Linked DNA regions of Sus scrofa: region 2 is linked to region 1. A link is a contact called in public Hi-C data. All regions are on one chromosome and are shown on one strand. Each heading gives the region's core, a stretch centred on a gene start, on an enhancer-like site or on the middle of the called end of the contact. The rest is flanking DNA. Distances are from core to core; before and after follow the strand shown.

The links. Hi-C and Micro-C count contacts between places; a contact is called where the count stands out from the background.
Region 2: a Hi-C map of liver shows a contact between it and region 1, with 6 times the contacts expected there. The contact joins the promoter of RASA3 here to the promoter of DCUN1D2 in region 1. A contact is called at or near these places in 2 of 47 Hi-C or Micro-C datasets (epiblast stem cells and liver).

The regions. Positions count from the first base shown.
Region 1 is chr11:78,706,684-78,711,474 of Sscrofa11.1, forward strand. DCUN1D2 (DCN1-like protein 2) reads right to left here and starts at 2,043. Exons shown (of 8, transcript XM_021065981.1): 1 at 1,038-2,043. It overlaps TMCO3 (transmembrane and coiled-coil domains 3), which reads left to right and starts at 2,422. Exons shown (of 14, transcript NM_001267851.1): 1 at 2,422-2,589; 2 at 4,480-4,559.
Region 2 is chr11:79,024,299-79,029,330 of Sscrofa11.1, forward strand. It overlaps RASA3 (ras GTPase-activating protein 3), which reads right to left and starts at 3,693. Exons shown (of 24, transcript XM_003131110.5): 1 at 3,486-3,693. The coding sequence starts at 3,540.

The DNA of each region.
Region 1 (4,791 bases), core at 793-3,292:
TGAATCTGACCAGTATCCATGAGGATGCGGGCTCCGTCCCTGGCCCTGCTCAGTGGGTTAAAGATCCAGGGCTGCTATGAGCTGTGGTGTCAGTCACAGACGTGGCTCAGGTCTGGCATTGCTGTGGCTGTGGCGTAGGCTGGCAGCTGCAGCTCTGATTTGACCCCTAGCCTGAGAACTTCCACATGCCACAGGTGTGGCCCTAAAAAGACCAAAAAAATAAATACAAATAAATAAATAAATAGAAAATAAGTTACCCTTAAAACGACCTTCCAGAGACACCAGGTGCAACCAAGTCTCCTCCCAGGGCCAACGTGCAAGAGGCTGCCAGGCAGCCACACTTGGTTAACGGCAGCCACTTGGCCACCTTGACGGCCTCGGGTACAGCAGGCGGCGGGTGCATGGAGTTAGACCCAGGTGTCCCCTTTCACTCTCTCGGCTTTCTGGCCTCTCCAGCGAGTCAGGCTCCTGCCCACCCAGCCCCTTCCCCTTAACTGCTGGCGAGTGCTGTCTGCGGGCGACGGAGGGCTGCCCGCCCCCCGTTCTGGGGACCACCTCCTCCGGTCCTCCTGGCTCCCTGACCAGCTCTTCTCCAGCCCCTTCCTGGCTCTCTTCCCACCCGGAAGCGCTGTCCTCACACCGCCACTCCGCTCCCGACAGTCCTCCTGGAGCATCTGCCTCCTGCTTGAAACCCTCTCCTGGCCTCCACTCCCATTTGGACAAAGACTGCCCTTCCTTCCCGGCCCTCGAAGGGCGCCACCCTTGAGGCGCAGCCAAAGGGCTGGTTCCAGTTCCCTCCACAGTCTCCTGCTCGGTCCCTTTTCCCTGGTTCTCCGGGCTCAGCCAGGCCATCCTGATGCCTGGATGCAGCACCTAGCCTGCCTTTCCACCAGGCTGCCCTCCCACCCAAACATTCTAGAGAGTTCAACTCCCACCGTGTTTCTGCGGCTAAGCCTTCACACCTGGGCATCGGACATGACGTTGTGTCCTCTGCACTACAGGAGTCCCTGAAACCAGTGTCCCTCCCTGGCACTTACCAACTGCAAAAAAGTGGTTGTGTGTTCCGTGCCTGTCCTTCCTGCCAGGTCACCAGCTCCATCAACGCCAAGCACACGTCTGTCTTGCTCAGCACGGAGCTCAGCATCTTATACACAGCAAGCACCGGGTTCACTGAAGGGTCGCCCAAACCCATCCACGGCCTCGTTTTCACGACACTTCGAAGTCGCTGTACATTTCCTAACACTTCTCTGTGAACCCCAGATCCATCGCTGACTCCTGTATCTCCCCTGCTCCCGCATCTTCTTCCTGCACAACCGGCCGGCCTTGGACAGGTTCTGCTTTGGTCACGCACGTCGGCATCTGCTCGCACCTCCAAGCCCGGACGACACGCCTTTCTTTGCTCCTCCTCCCTTTCTGACCAGCTCTGTGCAAGGCCTCGCCCTTCTTGCCTCTCATCCCTCTTATTCCTACAGATGGTCTCCGTCCAAGTCCTCACCTCCTGCGGCCCAGGCTATTCCCACAGCCTCCCGGCTGGTCTCCCTTACATGGGATCCTGACCCACTCAGACCCACCTGTCCTCCCGACAAAAGGTGATCGCTTCGCACGCACTGCTCCCTCTCAAAAGCCTTCCACAGCGCCCGTTCTCGACCCTGACGTCCACGTTCCGGCCACTCTGGACTACTGGCCAGGCTCAAAGGCGCAGTCCTGCCGCCTGACCTCGGCGGGATGCTGGTGTGCCCCCAACGTCCCTCCCTCCTCGGTCACCTGGCTGCTCACGCTTCCGAAGACGCACTGACCAGAGCCCCCGGCCCGCTCAGTGCCTCCACCTCCTCAGTCAGCAACGCTGCCCCTGGGTCACCGGCCAGGTCCCACCTGCGTGCCTCCCGCCACCGGCGTCCCCACCGCGCCCGAGGCCTTCGCGCCGACCCGGACCCCGACTCTCCCGCAGCCTCCCGGTCAGGTCTCTCCAGAGCCCCTGGCTCCCGCCTCCCAGCCCCCGACCTTCCCCAGCCTAGGTCCCGCTCCCACCCCCGACCTTGGCCAACCCCACCAGCCCTCCCCGACCCCCGGGTGCCCAGGAGGAGCCACGCGGAAGGCGATGGCACGTGCCGCCTACCATTCTCCCCTGGGCGCCCCAGCTTCTCGCTGGCCCCGGCCAACTGCGCAGGCGCCCTGGTCCGGCCGCGCCGTCCCTGTCCTCGGCTCTCGAAACACCTGCCTCGGGAGGCAGCTGCAGGTCAGGCCCGGGGGACTCCAACTCCCGGCGTGCCCTGCTCCGCCCGGGGGCCGACGGGAGCCGGGCACCGCCCCGCCTCCAACTCCCGGCGTGCACCGCGCCTCCCCGGGGCCGCGGAACCCCGCCCCGCCTTCTTGGCGGCGCCGCCTGTTCCTCTAGGCCGCGTCGGCGCAGACGGCTCTCCCAGTGCGCCGGCGGCCGGGCCCTCTGCGCGCCTCACCCAGTCCCCGTCCCCGCCCCGGGGGCGGCCCCACCGCCTGGGAAGGGATGCGGAGAAGGTGCGTCCCTGCCCTCCCCTCGGCTCCCCGCGCCGGAGTGCCGGGCCCAGGACTCACCGCCGCCGGGACGTCACGGTGAGCGCTGCGCGGCGTTCGGCGCGGGGTCCGGGTCCCGCCTGAGGTGCGGTCTCGGGGCTCCCCTCCCAGGGTCGCCTCTTCCGGGGGGGTCTCTCGAGCCGGCCTTTCTCTTTCCCTCCCCGGGGGTCTCCCCTCCCCTCCTCGGGGGTTTCTCCTTACTGAGGGCGTGTTCTCCTCCTCTGCAGGGTCTCTCCTCTCTCGTGGGGTCCCCTCTCCCTGGGCCTTGGTCTCCCCTCTCCCGGGGTCTTCCCGCCCGAGCCTGCTGCTCCCGCCCGCGGGCGTGCGGCAGTGCTGCACCGGAGCGCCCTTTTCCAGACCCGCGCAGCTGGCGGCGGCCCCAGGGTTGCGGCGGGAGCGGGGGCGGGGGGCTCGGAGGGGCTGGGGGGAGCGCCTCGCCGTTCTTGAGTCACCGATGACGCTGCGGACACTGCCGGCCACACCGTTGGACCGTATACACCCTCCAGGCGCCTGCCGCTCGAGTCCCGTGTGCGGAGGAGCCGCTGCTCCAGGATCCCCTCTGGGTCCGGGCCTCCTCGCTGCCCCCAGGTTCCTTTCACATCTCACCTGTGAGCCCCGAGTGAGGCCGTGGGTCACCGTCCACGTGCGGTCAGATCGTGCGCTCGTCCAGGTGAAGGCGGCTGCAGTGAGGCCCTCCCCCAGAGCCCTGAGCTCTCTTTCATTCAGGGTCAGCGGGGGACCGAGCCCAGGAGACGGCCTCTCCCAGGGCTCCGAGCCGGAGGCTGGATGGCAGGGGTTTTAGAGAAGGGGTGCCTGCGGCCCTGCACACCTGGCGCAGAGCGTGGCTGCTAGTCACAGGCAGTGTCGCAGTTCTGATGTTAGCGCTCCCCGGAGTGCGGCAAGATGCCGCAATCTGGGCTCGTAAGCGTTTTTCCTAAAGAACAACCTCTGGTCTGTTCTGTCTGTTTTCCCAAAGCACAGAGGCCTCGACCTGCTCCCTCGGTCTGAGTTCCTCTCAGGGGCACTGGCGGCACCGGCCACAGTGCTCCATGCCTGATCCTCCAGCAACTGCCCGACAAGCAAGGCTCCTCGGTTTACAGCCTTTTCCTATTTGTTTTTCTTATCGTTTTTTGGGTCACAGGATCATACTGGTTCCAAATTTCTCTTTTAATAATCAGTGTTAAAAAGATAGTGTCCTAGTGATTGGATTACTCAATGGAATGTTTGGTTTTTGTGGGGTTTTCTTGTTGGTTTTTTTTTTTTTGTTGTTGCTGTTGTTTAGGGCTGCACCTGCGGCATATGGAAGTTCCCAGGTTAGGGGTTGAATCAGAACTGCAGCCGCCAGCCTACACCACAGCCACAGTAACGCAGGATCCGAGACTCATCTGCGACCTACACCACAGCTCACGGCGACACCGGATCCTTAACTCACTGAGCGAGGCCAGGGATCGAACCTGCAACCTCGTGGATCCTATTCAGGATCATTAACCGCTGAGCCACAAAGGGAACTCCTGGTTTTTGTATGATTAACTTCAAATACTTTAAAACTTGTTTCCTTGTTCCTTTTCTTAATCCATTCTCCAGTTCTTTTACTGATTAGAAATGAACCATAAATTGTTTTGTTTAGGTTTTTTTTATAGTCGGTTTACAATGTCAGTCTCTGCTGTACAGCAGAGTAACCCAGTGGGCCAGGTAAGTGCTCTGTCTTTTTAGAAGTACTCATCATTCGACTTGCCAGAGTGTGCAATGTACTCTTCAGGTGAAGTCCTCTGCAGATTTCGTTGCGACAGATGTGGCTTCCTTGGACCTTTCCATGAGGCCCTCCTTTCTGCCTGTGCAGTGTTGAACCTGGAGGTGCTAGTGAGAGCAGGAAAAAGTCGGATGTTAAACCATCTACTACAAATAACCCTCACGCTTTGCTTTTTCCAGAGGTGCTGCGCCCGTTAACCGTGATCCTGCCACACCCACGCCGCAGGGGCCGGATTTCCTGCCTGGAGCCCTGGTACCAGGTCAGTCCCCGTCCCCGCTCGGCTGGCGGGTCCAGCTGGGTGGGCGGGGCAGACACCTCGGGGATGGGCTGTCCTAAGAACTGTGTCCTACCTGGCCTTACAGCCAGAGGCTGCTGGCAACAAACTGGGCTCTCCTTCAGCAGTTCGATGCAGTGACTTTAAGTCGCTGGGTCTGGAGGGGCCTGAGGAGGAGACTGGGGTAGAGGGTCCTGTGACCCCACGTGAGCAGAAA
Region 2 (5,032 bases), core at 2,443-4,942, 320 kb after region 1:
ATTGCTCTTAATTGAACACATTTATCAAGATGACACTTTTAAAAACAAGCAGTAACTATCACAGAAAAGAGAAATGTCCCCGGGAGTCAAAGCTACATGGCAAGGCCGACGGGAGCACTGGGTCCAAAGTGACACTATGGGGTCTTCAGCCCTTGCTGCCTACGAATCTTCAAGCTGCTTCCCTTCCAGAATAAAGGCCTGACTCATGGAAAGTCAGAGGAGACACTTCCTCAAAGCAGCCTCATAGGAAGTGTGTTCGGTCTTACATGACATGAGATACGGCTGTTTCCAAAGATAGGCCATGGCGGAGGATCTCCAGTGCACAGCGCCACCGGCCAAAATAACTGCGAGGTTCAAGTGGGCAACGGGCAGGTTCTTCAAGACAAGGACTCGAAGTAGTTACAATAAAAATGCCTTCCTTCCATTTGGCACTTTCTTAAGTATTATCTCATTTACAAAATGTGGAAGGAAAAGAAAGGGGAAGAGGGAAAAAAAGGAAGAGACTCTTCCCATTTCCCTAGCGCTGCCTCTCAGTGACCAGGTGCATCACACGTTCCAAACGACTTAAGGACTAAGAGGCCAAGGCCCCCAGCCCTGAAAACTCTCAGGCCCCAAACTGTCCTGCTTTTCCCCTCACAACAGCAACAGTGACACTGCCGACCGGCATAACTGGAGGGAGCATTTCTTCCTTTGCCTTTTTCCGGGAGTGAGGGGGCGGGCATTAAGTAAAAGCCTGAACAACACCGTCTTGTAAGCTCCCACCGGACACTGCAGACAATAAGTGCCGGCATTTTGCAAATGGAAAAATGAGGCCATGAACGGGGCGGGTGGGGGGGGACGCTTGCCCGGGTCACCCAGCCAGCAGGCCAGCAGCAGACACAGGGCACGCAGCCAGCCAGCCAGCCTGGAGGCAAGGCTTGGTGATGTGTGGGCCGCCGGGGCAGGGTCTCCCGGAACCAGAGTGCGCCCGGAACCCCTGCACACCTGCCCCTCCTCCATGCCGACCATGGAATCCCTCGTGGTTGCGCCTTCAAACCAAGGCACTCGGCAAGTCGGGCGGAGACGTGGACAGCAGAGGACTGAGGGAAGAAAGGGAGAGCTCAGGGCACCACCCACCACAGCCGGGATCACCACCGACGCGTTCCACCCCCAGGGAAGCCAGACCGAGCCCCACCCCAGCCCCCGTGGTCCCCCTCCGGCTCTCCAGCACAGGCTCTAGTTCAGCAGCACAGCCCAGAGCACCGCTTTGTGCCAGTGTTGGAGGGTGCCCTCCTGTGTATGCAGGCCTTTGCTCCCTGCAAGCCCCAGCCACAGAGGTGGGACACAGATGCTCTGTCCTGCAGCCCAGCTGCAGGAGAGAAAAGGAGAGCTGTAAACACATCCAGGGAGCTGGGCCACCGTGCAGAGGCATTTCTGCTCATCCTTGCTGTTAAAGCCCCCAGACATGGGCAGGGGGCTCCAAAGGTTCTAGTAACACACGGCCCCCACCCAGGGTTAAAGACTGCAGACACTCAGTCACTGCACTGACCCTCAGCCAAGTTGGGTGTTTCTCATGCTTATTTAAAGTGCAGCACACAGGGGAAAAAGCCTAACCAGGCAGCATCTTCAGCCCCCTTTTCTCCACACCCAGCCCCCTACCCCCTGTTGGGCCCAGAACCTGCCTCGAGGATGTGCAAGCAGGCGAGCAGGGCTCCTCTCCCAGGCCTTTGGGTGTCCCCTGGCCGCTGCTTCGCCTCCTGTGCCATTTCGATCCTCTCTGCCCCACAGACACAGTTCCAGAACCCTCCCGAGTCAAGTCTGACACTGCCCATGTGGGGCCTGAACCCCAAAGTTCCCTGACGCCTTCCTGCCCACCACACCCAGAAGCCTGGCACGTCACCCCACCCTTCATGCCCTGTGCTTAAGGAGGCAATCTCAAAGCCTCCGGAGGACCGTGGCCCTGAGGGGCACTTCCCTGCCACTCTTCGGGTGAAGAGCCAATGTGAACCTCTCAGCATGAGAGTGACAGATTCCAACCAAGTAAACAGAAGCCCTCTGCAGGCGCCTCCTCAGGGTCCTACCCGCAGTGCTTCTGAGCCAGCTATCAACAGCGTCGCAGCCATGATCCACAAACCAAAATAAAGCAGACACAGGAAACAACACGCTGATTTGGGGTGGCTGGAATTCCTGAGCAGCACTGAATGTCATCAACAGCTGACACTCAAGCAGTCACTGGGTGCCTGGCTCTGTTCCCGGAGGCCCTTTCTCACAGGGGAATGTGCAGCCCCCCGGGGAGGACAGGGAGTTCAGCGGGCAAGACAGACCCTGGGGACAGGCAACACTCTGAGTCCCGAAAAGCCCTCTCCAACAGGAGCTGGCCCCTCATCCGTGAGAGGACACACTTGTGGCATTAATGTGTAGCAGACACTCCAGGCGCTGATCTTGCTCTGGGGTGAAAAAGTCTTATATCTCCAAGATAAAACAGGACCACCAGGAGAAGGTGACACTCTCTAGATAAACCCAGGAAGTCCAGACATAGCCTTCCAGCTGCACTTCCCTCCCCCAGCTCTTGGGTCCAGTGAGAAAGGCAGGCTGCTCCAGGGACACGACCTGAATGGCAGGCCGGGTGGCCAAAAGCTTCCGCGGCCAGTTCTCAATGGAAGGGGGGAGGGGTGGCTCCTGTGGCTCGCTGCCCTGAGGGAGCCCTGGGCCAGGGCGCTCCACATATTCACACACAGACATACACACACAATCACTCAGGAACACACATATGCACACACAATCCACCTACACAGTCGTGTGCACACCCAGGCACCAGTCAGCAGCCTGCCTCTGCCCCTCGCCCCGGGGCAACATGTGAAAGAGCTCACACGTTCCCAGCAAAGCAAGTTTCTGGGCGCTGCACTGAGCGGAGGTGCGGAACCCCGAGGTGGGTGTTTGGGGCACTAGAAATGTACGCATCCGGAGAGTCCCCACACGCGTGCGCGCGCTCATGCACACGCAGACACACTCCCAGCAGGGATGGGACCCGGGTCCAGCCGCACCTCTCCCTGGTGCAGGCGACCCCACCTGCGGGGACTAGGGGCCGCTCGCGGCGCGGAGGCACCGCGGGGAGCTGCGTCCCCCGAGCTCGGCCCGGCCAGTCCCGCGGAAGGTGGGGAAGGGGCTGCGGTCTCCCAGGAGATGGCGAAGGGGCACTCGGTCCGGCATCTCCCGAAGGTGGGGAGAGAGTTGAGGCCAGAGGTCTCCGGGAAGGTGGGGAGGAAGCCTTGGCCGGGCATCTCCCGAAGGTGGGGAGGAGGTAGCGGCCGGAGGTCTTGGAGGAGGTAGGGAGGGGTCAAGGCTGGGGATCTCCTGGGAGGTGGAGAGGGGAGCGCAAATGAGGAGCGCGCGTCGCCGGGAGGCGCCAGGGCCGCGGCCCTCAGCGAAGGGGTCGGGAGTCTGAGAGCGCCCGCCGATAGCCCCCTGGAAGGCCACGACGCCTCTGCCGGCTCCCGGGAGCTCACCGATCTTGATCTTCACGCTCTGGAAGACTCGGAGCCCCTCTTCCTCCACCGCCATGCTGGGTCGGCCCGGAATTCGTGCGCCGAGCCCCGCCGAGCAGCAGGAGCCAGAGCGGCGGCGCAGTCCCCGCGCTCTGCGCGCGTCTCGTCGACCGCGGGTCGGCCGCGCCTCTGTCCCCTGGCTCCGCCCACGCACCCGACCATTGGCCGAGAGCGCGAGCGTGGGCGGTGAGGCTCCGCCCACGGCCCTGCCCAGTTGCCTTGTGCCTGAGGTCCGCAAAGGGGCAGGAGCGAGACGGCTCCGCCCACATCCCAGCCCCAGATCCCCATTGGCCGAACCCCGCAAGGGGGCGTGGTCGGTATCAGAGAAGGGTTGGAAGGTACCACGCCGGGGTGGTTCACCCAGCAGGGAGGATCCCACAAGGGTTGCTGGAGGAACTGGGCCGAGGGGCGCTGGGGGGTACTGGGCGTGGGGAGGGCGCCAGGAGGGGACCGGTCAGCTGTCGCTGGCTCGGGGAGCGGGGGGCGGTGGCGAGGGCCGGGCGGAAGGGGGGGCGGGGACCGGGAGGGCGGGGCGTGGAGGACTAGGGTTGCAAAGAAGGTGGCGGGGGCTAGGCGAGGGGAGGCAGAATCTGGCGGGAGGACGCGGGAATAGGGAGATGTGCACATGATTTTAAGAAACTCAGACCTAAAGGAATCAAGGAAAAGAATTCTCTGGCCCAGCTCGGCCCCCTCAGAGCAAGTCCGCACTTGCGGACCAGCTGCTGGAGACCTGGCCTCTGGAGGAACAAGGGTTCCACTGAGGTTGCTGATTAGGCTCCGCAGATGTCCATTCCCTTCTGATGCCTTCCTGTCCCTCTACCGTGCCCTGGTCTCCCGCCACCTGGCTCTGAGTCTTTCAGGCCACGTGCACTCCTGTCTGCCCTTGCTGATCCCCATGCTACCATCCTCCCCTTATTTTCTGTCTCCTGACTTCCTGTCCACTTATCTCTCCTCTGACTTAGGAGTGCCCAACATCACACACACAGACTTACACACACACACACCAGAATACAAGCTTAATAAAGAGAGAGGCCTGTTTTTCTCACTGTTTTACCTCACTTCCTTAAAAAAAAAAAAAAAATGCTTAGGTACCTGTTGAAAAAGATTACTGACCATTCTTACCCTCCTTCCAGGTCCTCAATCAGCTGCTTGAGGCAACCTTCTCAGGACTGTCAGAGGAGGTGTTTACTCATGGTTTACTGAAGAGGCTGGGGTCAAGCCCCCAGTGTTGCTGCCTCAGGACCCCAGCAGGCTCCTGTAGTTGTGTGGCCACCCAGAGCCCACCCTCCTCCTAGCCAAGACTTGGCCTCCATCAGGGTAACTGAAAAGTAACCCCAGTTCCTGACCTTCTCAGAGGACCAGCTGAAACCCCAGTAGCAGCTGCATTGTTGCCAAGTGGCTCCTCTGTCCCCATCTTCCCCCCATTCTCTCACAGACTTTCCCTCCCAAACACTTCCAACCAGGTCCTGCACATGGATTTCCTCTTTGGAGTCTGTTTCCAAGGGAAC